2 separate regions of the Triticum aestivum genome follow, and region 1 is linked to region 2. The links are chromatin contacts, called in public Hi-C maps. All regions are on one chromosome and are shown on one strand. Each heading gives the region's core, a stretch centred on a gene start, on an enhancer-like site or on the middle of the called end of the contact. The rest is flanking DNA. Distances are from core to core; before and after follow the strand shown.

Region 1 (3,707 bases), core at 850-3,349, 440 kb before region 2:
CGAGCCCACATTAGGCGGCTTGGCTCAATTTTGCTATGGCTCGGCTCAGACCGAGCCGGCTCGTGAGCCAGCTGGCACCATAATAACTGGGAGGTAACATAACCTGTTTTTAAAGACTTTTTTTGATCTTCTACCGCAATTGAACCCATAATTCGGAAAAGAAGCGCTTTATATTGCTAAAAATGCAATATCTAGCAGTCTATCGTTTAAACAATAGTGATAGTAGTGAAAAATAAGCTTTCTTCTATGAAAAGTGTAGAAATAGAACAAATATGGGAGACCCGTCCGCCTGCTTGTGTCGTTCGGCGAGAAACCAGGGGAGACCCATCCGCCTGCGTCCGTTGTGGTGAGGGTAGGCGGCGTCGCCGGCCGCCGTCGATGCCGAGCCTGATGAGTCCAGCTTGCGGCGCGGTGAAGAGAGGGGGTGGCGGCGTCGGGCAGAGAAAGGGAGAAGGGTGAGGAAACTGCTTTGCGTGCGTGCTCTCTCTGCTGTGACCTAATGCGATGCAAGGCCGACGGAATTGGGCTGGGCCTCAACGAGTCATCGAGCTGGACCGGGCGAAACTCGGCTCGGCTTGGTCGGGAGTCGGGCCTACTTTCCATAGCTCGGCTCGTTTAATTATCCTATCGGGCCGAGCTGTAATGGGCCGAGCTGGAGCGAGCTTCGAGCCGAGCCTAAAAGCTCGCTCGGACGTCTAGCCCTAGCCACCATTGGCGGCATATCCTATTTGGCGCTGCAGGCTCCCGTTAATGTGTATTTTGCAAACGGGCGCCTGCAGTGCCCCGCGCTCGGCCGACCCATATAGGAGTTTTTTCTTCTGTGTTTCTTCTGCGTTGTTAACACGCCAAAAAAGAGTACGCTCGCAGAGATTCGAACTAGCAACCTCCCTCTTTAATACATACTAGTGCAACCACCCCGCCAATCACTCCGATGCGGTTAACTCGAACATTTTCTTTCCCTTGTTCTTTCCGTTCCGTTTCTTCTTGTTTTTTTTCATTTTTTTTCGTTTTGCTTTTTGCTTTTTGTTTTCTATTTTTCTTCTTCCTGAGACAATAAATTATCTGGCACATACATGAACTTTTTCGTCAAATCAATGAACATATTTTGAAATTCAATGAACTTTTTTCAAATATGTGTAGTTTCTTAAATCCATTAACTTTTTTTTTTCATTTTTCTGATGAACTATTTTCAAATCAGTGAACTTTTTTTCAAATCCGCCGAACTTTTTTCAAAATCGATGAACTTTTTTTCAGATTCGATGAACTTTTTATAATTATGATGAACTTTTCTCAGATTCGATGAACTTTTACCAATTATGATGAACTTTTTTCATGTGTCATGGACTTTTTCTCGAATCCCGTGAACTATTTTCAAATCCGATGAATTTCTTTTTGAAATTTGTGAACTTTTTTAAAATCCGATGAGCTTTTTTTCAATAAAAAACTGAAAAAAGTTCATCGATTTGAAAAGAGTTCACGAATTTCAAAAACAGTGAACTTTTTTTCAAATTCAATGAACTTTTTTCAAAATCTATGAACATTTTTTGAAAATCGATGAACTTTTTTCAAAATAGATGAACTTTTTTCAAAATCAATGAACTTTTCCAAATTCAATGAACTTTTTCAAACTTGATGAACTATTTTGAAAATCGATGAACTTTTTTTAAATTCATGAACTTTTTTTAGTACCTGAACCTTTTCAAGTTGGTGAACTTTTTTTGCATGCTCATGAACTTCATCTATAATATGTGACATGTTTTCAAATAATTAGAAAATATAAATGATACAGTGTAATGTGCAAGAAATTTCGCGTCTGCGTTTTTATCATTTTAAAAACTTCGCGTTGTTATTATTCATAAGTAGTTGGCTGGTCCAGTGGTTGGCCTCTCGGTGTGAAAGCGCTAGGGCGCGGGATCGAATCCCAGTTGCGATGTCTCGGTGTGAAAGCGCTAGGGCGCGGGATCGAATCCCAGTTGCGATGTATTTTCTGTCCGTCTTTTTTCGCGTTGCACCTTGGGCGATCGTGGGCCGGCCCGTCCAGCGGCTGCTGCAGGCGCCAGTAATCTTAGGCGGCGCTGAAGGCGCGCAATAGGAGCTCCCACCATTGGCGGCCACCAACCTCGCAGCCCTCTCCTGCCGTTAAGTCCCCCTTTCCACACACACACCATTGTTGCATACAACTCCCGCCGTTGTCCATCTCCGCAGTCGTCCGACGCCTCCCTTTTAAAAAGCCCATCGTCTCCGCCTCCATAACTGCTGCGATGCCGTCTCACGACCACGAGGCTCGGTGCAGCAACTGGCCCTCGTGCAGCCTGTTCGTGGCGGACGTCGAGGGGTTGGTGCGGTTCGGCCTCATGGCGCTGCTAGACATTCGGTTGCCTAGGAGGCGTTTTGGTGACGCCGATCCCCAACATCGGCACGCCCGCCATGTGGGGAGCCATTGCCACGTTCCGAGCGCACATGTCGCGGACGTGAGGTTGTCGCAAGACTACACAACCAACGTCATGTACTTGCTGGGCATCCTCGCCGAGCAGTGGCGGGGCCTGCTCAGCCGGTATGACGGCGACGTCGTGCCGTTTTGCCACAACCGCGAACCGTGGCTTCTGTTCTGGCAGGGCGCAAAGTCGGGGACGTGCTTGCATGCGTAACAAGTTGTCCTACTTCCACATAATTTGAAAATTGATGTAATTTTTTCTCCAAACAGGTTCTTAAGCGATTTATATATGCATGAGTTTCGCAATAAAATTTGTTGTCTTCCAACAAAACAAAATGTCTCCCTGATTTATCCATACACCTAAATTTTCTAATGATTGACATTTAAAAGCCTATATAGGCCAAAACACTTTTTTGTAAATGAATTTGTGTCAACATTAATAGGCACCCTTCTTTTGGCCATAAAATCCACGCGCGCACACACACAATGAAAACTGGTAGTAGCAAAAAAAAGTGAGATGTCTGTCGGCGTTTTGGGAACCACGGTACCAGCCCTGTCTGCCTGCGGCCCGCAACGTGGCTTCATCGATGGCCTGGTATGGCCCAACTTCGACTACGACAAGACAAGCGACATCAAGACCTCCTGAGGGAGCGGCCTCACCAGGCTGCCTCCTGAACGGAGCGGATATTTCTATGCAAGACCCAGCCTCACGAGACTGAAATGACATCAGCTATGACGACCAAGGCCAGGTGCGCGCCAGCGGGCGCAATACATCAGGTTTCCTCTTTGGTGCAAAAGAGGCCAGTGCAGGTGTGGAGTCCCAAGGAATCAGCCAAAGGTTGCCATTTGCGAGCAACAAGACCAAGACCGTCAGAACGGCAGGATGGATGTCAAAGCCGAGCCCACCACGTCGTCATGCTCAGAGGCTTTGCAGGCGAAGACCACCTTTTGTCAGGATTAGATGTACTTCTTGTTCCCCTTCGAATTTGGCCTTTGTGGGACCCCTTCCCGCCTAAGTTTTGGAGGAAAAGGACCAAGGCCACTATAAATAGGGCCTAGACACCACTATAGAAAGGGAGATCGATCGATCAGCTCACCAGACGATCAGCTGGTAGAACCCCCAAGAGCTCATCGCAAGAACACGCCTCCTGAGGCTGTTCTTCCACCTGTACTAGTTCATCCTCAGCCCATTGCGAGGCCAATCCATCACAAAGTAGGAGTAGGGTATTACATCGCAAGGTGGCCGAAACTGGGTAAACCGCCGAGTCTTTCT
Region 2 (3,969 bases), core at 868-3,367:
TATTGATTCCGAGGGCGCCGGCCGCCGGTATGGTCGCCTCTGCCATTATCTGCATGATCTCGTTCATGTTCTGCATCGGCTGGTCAGGCTCCTCATACTGGTTGCTCGCTGTGGGACCGTCCATGAGGTCAGCTGGGAGGTTCTTGAGGAACCATGGGTGGTTCTTTATCTCAGGTATGGTGATCCTCTGCAAGCTCAAATAGCACAGGCGTTATCCTGAGGGCCGAACAAGCGAAACCGTGCGTGTGTCGATGAAGCGAGTACTCACCGTAGCTGGGTTGGCAACAAAGATCCTTGAGAGAAGGTTTCGGCAGTCCATAGGTATGTGAATATAGTCCGGAATCGAGTACTGAACACCTAATATTTTCTGAAAAAGTTGACCTCGGTATTTAGATGTTTGGCTATAACTGCAACTAGTGGAATTGCTAAGCCGAACGGCTGGCGGCATACCTGAATTGTCATTTTGAAATTCTTGGGATTTTCCGGATCCTCGAAAGGGTAGGCACCGACCAACATCACGTAAAGGGTTACCCCACATGACCACACATCGGCAATCTCCATTCAGAGACAAATTATTAGTGCTTTAGCAAAAAACATGAAAGTACTTTAAATGGTTGTTCCTCAAGACCATGCACCACCCATGCCCACGAAAGGTGGATGGAAGATTCATAAAGCAAGTAAAGTTTTCATGGCCGGGCAAAGTTATTCAAATTAGGCAGCAGATGGGGCAGAGTATGTATCAGACGGTTTAAACTTGAAAGCGCCAAGGTGGATGCACACCTTGCCATCATATTCTTTCTTGAGCAGAACTTCAGGGGCAATATATGCCGGAGTTCCAACAGTTGACTTTGGTTGAGAGTGAAGAACCGATGACTGTAAAACAAAAATAACAGCACTGCAAATCAATTAAAAATCTGGTAACCGACACACCTTCTGTTTGTCACATAAGTTTCTGGTGTAAGATGGTTCACATAAGCAAGCACTCAGGCGCTCCACCAGATTAATAGCCTAGAATACCTTCGAATAATCAAAGTCGCATATCTTGAGGCGAGGAGTGGTGCTTCCATCCAGCAGAGTGTTCTCGAGCTTTAAGTCACGATGGCATACTTGCTTAACGAATAGAACAAATTCATGTTGTCAGTTGCATAGGAAAATACATGGAAAGGTAAAATCAAGTAGTAGCAGTATAATTTGGGGAGCAGATTGATACCATGGAGTGGCAGTAGCTGACTCCAGATATCAGCTGCTGGAAAAAGAACCGAGCCTGAAAAATGAACACACATACAAACTGAGTTAACCAAATTGTACAATCGTACAACTCTTGATAAGAAAAAAAGACTATATGGCAGAGCTATGAGTCAAGAGAGATACCTCGTCGACGCTGAATCGACCGGCGGTGCAGATGCGCTCGAAGAGCTCCCCGCCGGAGGCGTACTCCATGACGATGGCGAGATGCGTCGGCGTCAGAATAACCTGAAGACAGAGTTTGTTCATTGCATCATTCCACCACAGTCCACATAACCATCGAAGAATCGATACTGCAAGCGAAGGCGATTGTATCGCCGATCGTATACTCACCTCCTTGAAGCGGATGATGTTGGGGTGCCGCAGCGACCTGTGGTTGATGATCTCCCTCTGCACGTTCTCATCGATCTGCGCGCGCGCACGCACGCACGCATCAGACTTGTAAATATCAAAGGCCATGGCTCTGGTGCCAAGTGTGCGCGTGTGGGAAACCGGGAATAAATAATCGAAGTGTGGTGGCGCGGGTGGTACCTTCTCGCCGCGGTCGATGTACTTGACGGCGACGAGCTCGCCGGAGGCGCGGTTGCGCATGAGGCGGGCGACGCCGAAGTTGCCGGACCCGATGCTGCGGACCAGCTCGTACCGGTCGCCGTCGAGCATCGCCGGCACGTCACTCAGCGGCCCCATCGTCCCCGCCGGCCCCCTCTCCATCGTCCCCGCCGCCGACGACTCTACCGCCGATCAAGACAGGGAGATCCCCGCGCGCGCCCTCTCTCTCCTTATCTCGCTCGCTCGCTCGCTGTCGGACCTTTCTTCCTAACTCTGGCCGCGCGCTTTTCTTAATTCTTATTGCCGCCACTATCTACGAGTACAAGAAGAGAGGAGGATGACGTCATGGGGGCGTGCTTATCCTAGGCTCACCTTTTTTTTTGACATTCTATCCTAGGCTCACCTTTTTCTTCTTTGACATTCTATCCTAGGCTCACCTGACTAGCGGGCCCACCTATATCATTGAAGCGGTCCAGGAAATCCACTCGCGGCTTTGAATCGTCAAGGTAACTGGAGTGCGGGCCCGGATGCGGGTTGTCATGGTGGGGCACAAGCGTCGGTTTCACGTGTATGTAGCGTGTGGAGACGAAGATGGTGGGGAAAGGCGGGGAAATATCTCAAGAGCCGGGATCAAATTAGAGTGTTGCTACACACAGGACACCAATCACACGAGTTTGGGACGACAACCAGATCTGAGCCATCCATGCATAGAGTTAGGCCTCCTTTGGTTTGGAGGAATTTTGTAGGATTTTCATAAGATAGGATTTCTATAGGAAAAATTCCTTCAGAGCTCTTTGGTTTGTAGGAATGAAATCCTATTCCTATGGAGGAATTCTTCCTATCCTCCACATTTCATAGGAAAATAAACATTAGCCTAGACTCAATGGAAAAAATCCTATGGTGTGAATCAAAGGGCATCTCCTTTTCTATTCCTATGCATAGGATTTGAGATGCATGTCATCTCATTTCCTACGACTTTCCTATTCCTATGATTTTTCAATCCTATGAACCAAAGAAGGCCTTAAATTGGAGCGGACCACTTGATTGACGTGATGGGACCACTTGATTAGACGTCGTGCAGTGATCGGTCACTTGAGTATCGGGCACAGAGTAGTTTCGATCAAATTACGGGGTCTTTCTAGTTCATGACTAACTTCGCATAGTTAAGCTGAGGTAAATGTGGCTGCAATATAAAGTGTGGGTAATAAAATGACCATATGGCAAGATTTGATAAACAACTGAGTTTATAACATGTAGACAATGTAGCTAGAAAAAAGTGCAAACCACAAGTATGACAATGAATCAAACGATATGCCTAAGATATTATGACACGACTAAGCTTAGGCTGCAAACCAAACAGACTCACATAACCTTCATCTCACACATCACGATTCTCAGGTTTTCTCGGTATTGGGTGTGTTTTTTCGTCATAAATAAAAGGTGATTTGCTTTTTTTAGCAAAAGGGTTACCAGTGACTAAAAGTTCATTTATGCTATTATCAATGTAGGTAACTCCCACCAAAAAAATGTTGGTAATCATTTTGTTGAAACGACGTCCGTTGTTTTATTTTCAGTACTTTTAAAACAGGACGTGCATTTTGACAGGGACCATCTCCAGTGACATCCATTTCCTGGCATCGTACTTCCCTGTGTCTACTGCACCAGCGTAGAGTACCCTTTAGAAGAGAGACAGATGAAACCAATCATATAGTTTCCATATATATGGGGACTAATATGGTATAACCACACAGTATATGCGGTTGCCATGGAAAATGCAATAGAGCCAGACGGCTACTGCTCATCCAACCTGGCCTTCTAAGCAGCAAAGATAAAAGTTTTTTTTTAGCGAAAGCAAAGATAGATGCTAGCGCTAGACTTGTATTACCTCTGTACCAAAATATATGACCTTTTTTATGCTAAATTACCTAAAAAAACGGCTTATATTTTGATACAGAGGAAGTAGCACAAATGGCCTCCCAACAACTGGGGGGCTCTTTAAGTTCAGCTAGAAACGGTCCTATATAAAGATAGCTCCTGAGGGTGTGAGCCGAACATACACTAATTAAAAGAAAGAAAACTAAAAGGAAAAAGAGGAAAGAGAGACTGAGTCGAACATACCAAAAAAATGCATGCTTTCAATCACAATGGTGCAGAGCAGTACTCGAAAGACACATC

What was found. Hi-C and Micro-C count contacts between places; a contact is called where the count stands out from the background.
Region 1: a Hi-C map of leaf shows a contact between it and region 2, with 3 times the contacts expected there. The contact joins the enhancer-like site here to the promoter of LOC123110571 in region 2. A contact is called at or near these places in 3 of 5 Hi-C or Micro-C datasets (all in leaf).

Annotation. Positions count from the first base shown.
Region 1 is chr5B:92,320,388-92,324,094 of IWGSC CS RefSeq v2.1, reverse strand. No RefSeq gene overlaps it. Among protein-coding and RNA genes, the nearest start is that of LOC123115761, 41 kb to the left of the region's middle. Within about 2 kb of position 2,099, at least 2 of the 8 cell types and tissues checked have an H3K27ac peak or open chromatin away from gene starts, as enhancers often do. A contact at or near this core is called in leaf, where this site is marked.
Region 2 is chr5B:91,882,012-91,885,980 of IWGSC CS RefSeq v2.1, reverse strand. It overlaps LOC123110571 (serine/threonine-protein kinase SAPK9), which reads right to left and starts at 2,117. Exons shown (of 9, transcript XM_044531125.1): 1 at 1,777-2,117; 2 at 1,579-1,653; 3 at 1,372-1,473; 4 at 1,211-1,264; 5 at 1,018-1,110; 6 at 781-873; 7 at 451-555; 8 at 269-367; 9 at 1-187. The coding sequence starts at 1,956. LOC123110570 (probable methionine--tRNA ligase) reads right to left here. Exons shown (of 18, transcript XM_044531124.1): 18 at 3,910-3,969.